Regions from separate parts of the Gossypium hirsutum genome. Here regions 1 and 3 are each linked to region 2. The links are chromatin contacts, called in public Hi-C maps. All regions are on one chromosome and are shown on one strand. The core of a region is the stretch at or near the end of the contact, and the rest is flanking DNA. Distances in the headings are between cores, read along the strand shown.

What was found. Hi-C and Micro-C count contacts between places; a contact is called where the count stands out from the background.
Region 1: a contact with region 2 is called in a Hi-C map of leaf, with 2.0 times the contacts expected there. The contact joins the promoter of LOC107890212 here to the enhancer-like site in region 2. A contact is called at or near these places in 3 of 34 Hi-C or Micro-C datasets (anther and leaf).
Region 3: a contact with region 2 is called in a Hi-C map of fibers, with 4 times the contacts expected there. The contact joins the promoter of LOC107888734 here to the enhancer-like site in region 2. A contact is called at or near these places in 16 of 34 Hi-C or Micro-C datasets (anther, callus, fibers and 3 more).

What each region holds. Positions count from the first base shown.
Region 1 is chrA09:13,218,691-13,221,967 of Gossypium_hirsutum_v2.1, reverse strand. It overlaps LOC107890212 (18.1 kDa class I heat shock protein), which reads right to left and starts at 1,540. Exons shown (of 1, transcript XM_016814702.2): 1 at 858-1,540. The coding sequence starts at 1,502. The coding sequence ends at 1,017.
Region 2 is chrA09:12,977,769-12,981,050 of Gossypium_hirsutum_v2.1, reverse strand. No RefSeq gene overlaps it. Among protein-coding and RNA genes, the nearest start is that of LOC107889932, 13 kb to the right of the region's middle. Within about 2 kb of position 1,655, at least 2 of the 9 cell types and tissues checked have an H3K27ac peak or open chromatin away from gene starts, as enhancers often do. A contact at or near this core is called in fibers and leaf, where this site is marked.
Region 3 is chrA09:13,134,588-13,137,636 of Gossypium_hirsutum_v2.1, reverse strand. It overlaps LOC107888734 (zinc finger protein CONSTANS-LIKE 7), which reads right to left and starts at 1,510. Exons shown (of 3, transcript XM_016812922.2): 1 at 447-1,510. The coding sequence starts at 1,214.

The DNA.
Region 1 (3,277 bases), core at 291-2,790, 240 kb before region 2:
AACAATTTTATAACAATTTTATATTATTAATTTCCAATTTTAAATTATTTAAGATGATTAGACTTAGTTCAACCAAAAACAAAATTTTGAACTTTTCCAATTTTTTATTCAATTTTTTACCATGATTTTGGGTTGATTTAGACATGATCATGAGTCAAATTGAGTCAAGTTTAAGTTAGATCAATGAAAAATTTTAAGTCCAGGCTCTGTCTAGAAAATGGATCTAATTTTTTTCCGAGTCTGACATAAATTAAAAATGCTAAAACAAGCTTGACTTGACTCGTCTATATTAATTTTTTTAGATTATTATTTTTATATAAAAACAAGTTTAAAAAAATATAATACATAAAATACACTAAGAACATTAAAATAAATATTTCTCAACAAAATAGAAAATGAATTAACCAAAATCTTTATACTTAAATAATACTAATACTCCTTCCAAAAAAATAATAGTAATATATTTACAACTTAGCAAGTAAATATCTCTAAAATAGTAATAAAATTAACAATAAAATAAAATTTATACAATATCCAAATAGTAACAAAAAAATGATAACAAATTAGCAACGAAATGGCAACAAAATATCATCGAAATAACAACAAAACAATTGATTCAACCTGAGTCAAAAAATCCTACTTAAGACCTAACTTATTTAAGAAAACAAGTTTTATTTTTCGTTCAAACTCACTTTTCAAATCTATATTTTTACTCAAGTATTCTTACTTTTCGAATGAGATTTTTGTGTATGTCCCATTATCTTCAAGTTATCTTATATGTATTTTATTTCAAAGGTTTTTTCTCAGTGATTTACTGAGAATTTTGGCTTGAGTTAAGTTCTAAGAACAAGGCGTTCTCAAAAGAAACCAGTAAACATTTTATTCATAACTTTACATGCATGTATTACATGCCAGAAGCATACACATTACATGAAAATGCAGCAACAACAACACACATGAAACACACCAAAGAAAACACTGAAACAAACATGAAAATTTTCTCAAATCTCTTCCACTCAACACTTGATCTCCTCAATCTCAATCATTTTCTTCTCTGGTTTCTTCACTTCTTGTTTGGGGACAGTCGCCACAAGCACACCATCCTCCATTGATGCCTTAACTCCATCGGTCTTCACATTCTCCGGCAACCAAAAACTCCTCCGGAACTCGCCTCTGCAACGCTCAACTCTATGCCACTTAACATTTTTATCATCTTTATCCTCCTTCCTTTCTCCATATATTTTGAGCACCCTTTCATCATCAATCTCAACGTTCACTTCCTTTTTGTTGAGCCCCGGAAGATCAGATATGAACACATGGGCCTCTGGGGTTTCTTTCCAATCTGTTGGGGTGTTAAGGACTGGACATTTGTTGACCATTGAAAGGAAAGGGTCGTATATTTCATCGCCAAATAATTGGGAGATGAGAGCCATCTTTCTTCTGGATTCTATGAAATGGGAATACAGTAATGATGAATATAATGTACAAATGGAACTTATCATATATAAAGGATGAATAAGCTGTCTCTTGAACTTTCTTGATTTTTACTATGAAACTAATAGTTTCATATGTTCTTCTACGATCTTCTGTCGTTATAATTTCTTGCATTTTAATCACTAAAGAAGTTAGGTTGTCGACAAGTATTATTTTAACATTATCTAATACAAGTTCCAGAAGTTTATGGATAAATTAATTGCGTAAGCATCTGTCATTGTTCCGAGAGATGTTCCAGAAAATGGAAATGAAGCAGGCCCAAGCCCTAATGGATGTCAGTTTCTGACCTCGAAAAGCCTGTAATGTCCTCTTTGGGCCCATGGTTTTGTTGCTTGGGCCAAATTGCTCGTAATTAAAGAAAATCTATAACTGACATACATTCAAATTAACTCTTTCGAAAAAGTGGCGAGTGATTTTTTTAATTAATTATTTAATTTTATTAATGTATTTTTTATTTAACTTCTTTTTAGATTAATTAATTATATTAAATTCAGTCAAAAAATTTTAAATGATAATTACCTTTTGAGTAAAAAATTTCTAAAAGTGGGTATGGGTTGAATGTCATTTGTTTTTAGAATATAATAAAAAAAGTGAGTATTTAGCACAGTGTACTATTTTTATTATATAAATAATATTAAAAAATTATCATGACTCTCTCTTTTTTAAATATTTATTTTTTAATATTTTATTATATCTCTATAGTGGTCAAATTTCAAGTCGAATCTCTCTACTAGAATCGCACTTGAAATTTAATCTTTATTTTAATTTGACATATTTTGTATTCTATTTTTTTAATAACATTAGTTTATTTATATTTTTTTTATCCACAACAATTTTAGTTAAAATGTTGAGGTTGAATTTTTATTTTTTTTGAAAAGTACACATTTTTAACTTATCATATAGAGATAACTTTTTTGTGGGTTAAAACTGTATTTTCTAAGAAAAATTATGTATCTACGAATAAAATCGGTTCCCTAGGCTTTTCTCCATGATACATATACAACTATTTTATTTTTATTCTTTTAATATAAAATAATAGTCAAAGTATATTTTATTCTTTTATTGTACTCATATTTGAGATTTAATATTTATGTTTTAATTTGACATAATTTGGTTCTCTACTTTTGCAGTGATATCAGCCAGTCCAAATAGTTAAACATATAATTTTTTTAAAAAAGTAACCTCCTAACAATTAAAAGGAAAATCTATTTTAGCATGATTATTTGAAAAGTTTTAGGCTCCGTTTGTTTACCTGTAAAAGCTTTTTTGTAAAAGCTTTTCAGCCTTTTCCAATGTTTGTTTGGCTGAAAATAATTTTCTACGGTAAAACATTATACAAAACACGGGAAAAGGAGGTCTTTTTTGGGGAAAATGTCTTACCCTTTTTATTTCGGTAAGATATTTTCCGAAGTTTTTCCTCTTCACATCCCAGCATCAGAACTTGCTAAACGCTCTCTCCTTCTCCTTCCCTTCCCTTCATTGCGTCCCCTGCCTAGGATTCATCTTTGTATCAAAAACAGCTAGCAGTAGTTTTGTTGACAAAAAGAAAAAGGCCCTAGCCATTTCTAGTCTTTTCAAAAATGAAACTCTCAACAATTTGGTGATTTTTCTCTTCAATTTTTTCGTCTACTTCCCTTCAACGATTTGCCATTTCAAGTGAAATTAGTCGATTTAAGTTCAAAACTCAATTGTCAAAATAGGCTGTGAGACAATTAACTATGGGAAATAATAAGAAATTTAGAACCGTTTTGGAATTATATGGCTTGTTTGCTTGCTTCTGAGC
Region 2 (3,282 bases), core at 406-2,905:
AGAATATCATGACAAAGATGTAAAACATCATCACCCACAATAAACCAATGATCCTGAAAAAATGCCTCGATAGCCCATCAATCCCCGGCGCCTTTCGAAGGTCCATTTGTTTAAAACCTTTCATAATCTCCTCGTCCGTAAAAGCATCATTCAGCCTACGGTTTGTATCCTCATCAATGCATCTAGGAATGTGCTGCATGTCTCTATCAACATCAATATTGCATGAAGTCTTAAAAATATCATTAAAGTAATTCCAAGCAATATAGCCAATCTCCTCCTCGTCATCATGCCAAGTCCCTTGCAAATATTTAAGTTTCGAAATATTGTTCTTCCTTCTACGACCCGACGCCCGAACGTGAAAATAACGAGTATTTCTATCCCTCTCCCTCAGCCACTGGGAGCGCACCCTAAGAGCCCAGTATTTTTCCTCAACATCATAAAGATAGCCAAGCTTTCCACGAGCTTGTTTAAGCTAACGCGTGGTCCACTCGTTCGAACCGCCATCCATGAGCTGACTAATCTCCTTCTCCAACTTTTTGATTTTGTTCGTCATTCTTCTAAAGCGATGATATAGCCACGGACCCAACTTATCACGAGTCAGGTCCATTTTATCTATCATAGAACAATCCTTCTTCGACCAAATACTTGAAATGATGTCTTTAAGCTCCTGCTCATCCGCCCAGCAAGTATCATATCTAAACCAAGCCCTTTGACCAGCCTTCGCCTTGTTGGGTCTACTACCTTCTGAATCCATCATGATAGCCTCGTGGTCAGACTTGGACTGGCGAACGATGAAGGAAGTAAGAAAGGGAAGCTTCTCCATGGTAGCATCAGAGACAACGAATCTGTCCAGCCTCTCTTTCACGAGCCGATCTCCTTCCCTATTGTTAGTCCACATAAACCATCCATTACAAGGTTTAACATCAAAATCTTAGGTTTACACCGGCCACCCTCCTTTTACGAGTCATTCAGGATGGCGTTGAAGTCACCCCTAACAATCCAGCCTTCAGTAAGCTTATCGCTTACTCTTCTCAACATGTTCTAGGCCTGCTGTCTTTGACTAGAATCGCTCTGGCCATAAAAGCCAGTAAATCTAATCACCGCATCATCCTCCAGTCGAACCAGTCAGTCGATATGGAATTTTGAATAGTTCTGGATCGAGACATTCACGCTTGCTCTCCACATTAACGCCAGCCCCCCGCTCTTTCCCTTCGAATCGACCGCAAGACAGCCCTCCATCCTACATAAATTGCGAATACGTTGGAAACCATTAGATTTGATTTTAGTCTCACAAAGAAAAACAATATCTGGGACGTTAGCAATAAGAAGTTGCTTAAGCTCACAAACTACTACCAGGCGACATTTTTTTTTTATAGAAAAAGACCCGAAGGTCAACCTCAATTTATTGCATCTCTTAAAATAATATCATGGATTTCCAAAGGATAATCCACGTCAAAATCCGTAATACCATTCTGAGCAGTAGCCCATTTACAAAGGTAATCAGCCGCATTATTACAACAGCGTGGAGCCCAAACAAATTTAAAGTAAACACATGGATCCAATATTTTAATACTTTCCCTGATGCAGTAGCCCATGGTTGAAAAGTCAACCGTCATCCTATTTAGCCGATTCACCAGGCTTACACAATCAAACTCAAACCCCAACTTACGCCAATTTTTTGTCCGCGCAAAATTCAAGCTTTCTTCCAGTGCATAAAACTCGGCCCACTCGGCTTGGACGTTCTTCTCCAACACGCCCACTCGACCGCCTAGGACAAAACCATCATGGTCCCTCGCCACAAGCCCAAAACTCATCTTTCTTCCCATCGTAGTAGCGTCAAAATTTATCTTAATCACTCCCAGACCGGGCTTCGCCCACCCTTTTTCCATAATCGGCTTAGGAATCATCGGTTTTTCCAGGAAGTTAAAAATACAAAATTCACGGCTTAACCCAGCAGCCCTTTCCCAAGTCATTCTGGCCTCCTCCTCTACATCCCGAAAAACTTTATTGTTGCGGCTGTTCCAAATATTCCAAAGCACCGTTATGAAATCAGAAAAAGCCTTCTTGTCCAGTGCACGAGCCACATCCTCAAGCCAGTCCACACACCGATCGTAGCAGCCTTCCAACAAGTTATTGTTCAGTCATTCATAAGCCAGCACCGCTCTAGCCTTAGGACAGTCTTTCATAGCATGAATTAGAGTCTCCATAACAGTCCCACACCTTGGACAATTGCTATTAAACTCCCTTCTAATGTTGGATATATTCTCGTATGTAGGCAGAATGTCGTGTCCCAAACGCCAACAAAAAATCTTAATCTTAGAAAGAGTCTGTAGTTTCCACGTGATCTTCCAAAAAACCCGACGAGGGCCAAACGCTACATGCTTCAACGTCAGCCAGGAATAAGCAGACTTAGTCGAGTAAGAGCCAAAGGGGTTATGGAACCAGATCTGAGAATCCTCAGGGCCATTATGAATAATGGGGATTTTACATATTTGGTCCCCCAAGTCTTTACCATAGATCGCAATTACCCGTCCCTCGTTCCAGTCATCTTTCTCACTGTTCAGCAAGTCACACATTTTTTCCTCTTGGACCTCCCTCCTGCGCAGCCCAATCGAGTCACCCGAAAGCCCTTCAAAACCCCACCTGTCGTGCCAAATATCAATCCTGCTTCCCTTACCGACATTCCACCCGAAGCCCTCGTACAGTAAACTAGCCGCTTTTGTAATGCTTTGCCAAGTAAAAGATGGTTTGTCAATCCGCTTAGGATGAAAGACATCCCCATCTGGAAAGTATTTTGTGCTCAAAACTCTCAAGCACAAAGTGTCCCGATAGCACATAAGACGCCACACTTGCTTACCTAACAACGCAACGTTAAAGCGCCTCAAATCCTGGAACCCGAGACCCCCATTCCTTTAGGGTAACACAAGCGGTCCCAAGATAATATATGCCAGCCTCTTTTATTTTCTTTTCCCCCCACCACACACGGAAAATCAAAGATTGAAGCTCCTCCAAGACGCCATTAGGAACAAAGAAAACAGAGAACCCGTAAGTAGGAATAGACTGCAGGATAGACTTGATGAAAATCTCCTTTCCACCATACGAAAGTAATCTTTTTGACCAGCTCTCAATCCTACTAGCGGCACGATCTAAGATACTTTGAAAAGTCGCTGACTTCTTCTTACCAATCGGAATGGGTAGACCGAGATAACTATCAAGGTTGGCAACCACCTTCATTCTAAGCAAGCCACTTAAAGATGTGCGTTGAGAAACAGGAGTGTTAGG
Region 3 (3,049 bases), core at 261-2,760, 160 kb before region 2:
ATTATCACCTCATATAGAAACAAAGCTAGCATGGGCTCAACTTTCCCCCCATATGCCACTTTCTTTCACATTTTTATCAATTAACATAAAAAAATATAAGATTATTTCTTCCATCACCTAATTTATAACTGATGTTCAATTATTATTTATCTATGTATGCAATACTCTTCCAATTTATTACCAGACACCATTATTGATTTATTTTGACTTGTAAATAATTTTTTTTAATACTATAGTTAGCGTATTAAATTCAAACTCATAAAAAAATTTCTGCATAAAAAAACATTTTTTAAGTTAAATAAAAAATCATCCTGAATAATTTATTTTATAAAAAGAAATCTAAATAAGCCCAAAATTAAATATTTTTATTAACTTAAACTCTTAACTTTTAACATTAGAAAAAGTTAAAACAAAAAGAAATGATTGATTAGGGGCTAAGATCTTACATTGGGAGAAGGTTGATGCAAGTGAGGGACAATTTGAGGGGACTCTCCTTCAATGTAAAGGGGGCCCTTATCAGACCAAGCATTCATTATCTCCTCATAGTCAAGCTTCAAAGCCAACAACTTTTTCATCTTCTTCTTACTCCACCATGCACCGCCATCATAACCACCGTCTCCTCCGCCGCCGCTACTCACTTCTTCCATCTCTTTCTTCTCCACAACCTCAGAATAAACCACCCACTTCTCCTCACTCTCATCTCTCTCTTTCTTCCCTTTCATAGCCGCCCGTACAAGCGACAACCTCGTTCGATCTTCACAGTTATACCCCCTATACGTAAAAGAAGGTGACAAAGGACTCTCTTCCGACGTCACCGTAGTCGCCGTCGTCGTGGTCGTCGCCGTCGCCATTTCATTCTTATAATTATCACTACCTTCGCTGTCTAAAAGACCGTTAAGTGTAACAGCATGATCACCATCTCCCTCTGTCGTGTCGAAAAGCAAAGAAACATTATCGTACTGTGTATCACGATCTTCAACTAAATTTTCAGGGTGAAGTGGGAAAAGATTAAGCTGTTTATCTGCAATTTCTTTGTTGTTGTTCTCGTTGTTGTTGGTTAATGGCATTTGGGGTAAGTTTTCTTCAAGGTGAAGAAGGCTAAGGTACTTTGGTCTCCTAGTTTTAGTTCGGGTTTTCCGAGAATGTTTCAGAGAAAAACTACGAGACTTTGGTTTTCTTTTGCTTCGTCTAGTACTGTTGTTATTGTTGCACATATTTCTGTTTGGATGGAGGGAAAATGGAAAGAAAAAAAAAAGAGAGAAGAGACCTTTAAAGAGGGAAAGGAAACAGAGCGGGATCTACAATATGGAAGGGAAAGAGGCTTAAGTGTCAGAAAATTACAGGGGAAAAGTGATGGTGATTGGGTTGATTGGGGCTGGCACTTTATGTACACGTGGAAGAAGATGATTGGAAGGAGATTAGATTGTATTGTTATCTGGATTTCGCCGCTATAGATAGGGTTGGGGTTTTAGGGATACCAATTGGCCAACACAGGAAAATGTTTGATTTTTGCTTAATAAAGAAAGATAAGATTATATTTCAATTAGGCTAAAATTCAGGTACCAAGCACTTTTACTCTAAAATTCTCTTACACCTTCCTTGACATTTATTTATTAAGCAAATTTTAAATAAAAAATAATTATATTCATATTATTTATTTATATATTTTATTTAGTTTATTTTTTTAATTACAAAAATAATAAATATTAATTAAATATTAAAAATGATATAAAATTAAATATATTTAATTTATTTCATAAAAAAATTAGATCTGACTTCAATTAAAATAAGATATGTAACTTTGATATCGATTCGTGAAATTATTTTATATAAAATTAATTAATTGCAATAATGAAAAGAATAATTAAAATATAAAAGTAAAAAAAATATCAAAGTTAATGTTATAATTAAATAATCAAAAATTTAATATGTATTTACATAAGAAATTATTAAACAACAAACAAAAAGTGAAAAAGATGACGAAATTCAAATATATTTATTATTGGTGACTGAAGTAGTTGTATAGTTATTAATAAGTGTTATAAGACATGAGTTCAAATATTACATGAATAAATGTTGAGATGTCTTTGGTGGGTGGCTATGTCCATCTATATGGTCCTCTTTATCACACTTGACGAGCTGCTTTCACTTTATGAATTTACCACTTCTTGAAGCACTTGGCTTTTATTAGAGTTGGGGGGTAAAACTCCCATTGCAGATAATATTGACCAGTTGAGGGGTTTGTCAGCTTCTGACGAACAACACTTCACAAACTTTTCTCGACAGAGTTGGTCTACCTCAAAAAGGTCTTAGCTTAATCACATAGTTAATGCTCCTGGAACTTTAAGATATAAATCATGTGTGGGTTCTCAAACAATATTCATTTTAATTTATGTCCTACTATAAGTGAACTTTGTGTATATTTATTAAAGTATAGATCTGGATGTATTCTAATTATCGATCATGCCTTATAAGATTAATTCTGGTTATAATTATCCATATGTATTTTTAATAATTGTAATTGTGACGGTATGTGTAACAATTTTATTAGATAATGTTTATTAATTAAATATTTTAATATTATTAATATAAATTTTAAATATTGTTATAATAAATTTAAATAAAAATATTTTATTATTTAATTTGAAATAGAGTTGATGAAGTCCAAACCAAAAACATCTTACCTAAAAATCGTGCTGAGTGAGTCAGGCCGTCTTGTATTGTAGTTTAAAACTTAAGTCCTCCTTTAGAGGGATGGGGAAACATATTGTATATAATAATTGTGAAAGTAATTTAATAATTATAAGTGAAATTAATCATAGAAACTAAAGCTTTCGTGTGAAGTTCAAAAACCAGAAAAGCAAAAAATTATTACTTTTCAGTAAGTGTATGATAGTGAAGCAAAAACCAATCACCAAAGGTTGGACTAATGAAACAGGAATGCAATAAGGGCATGGAGGGGGTGACTTAATGGCAAAAAATTAGGTGGAAGTCAACAGTGAAAAACCCAGTAGCCAATCAGGAAGGAAAGGCATGAGAAAGTGCAAAG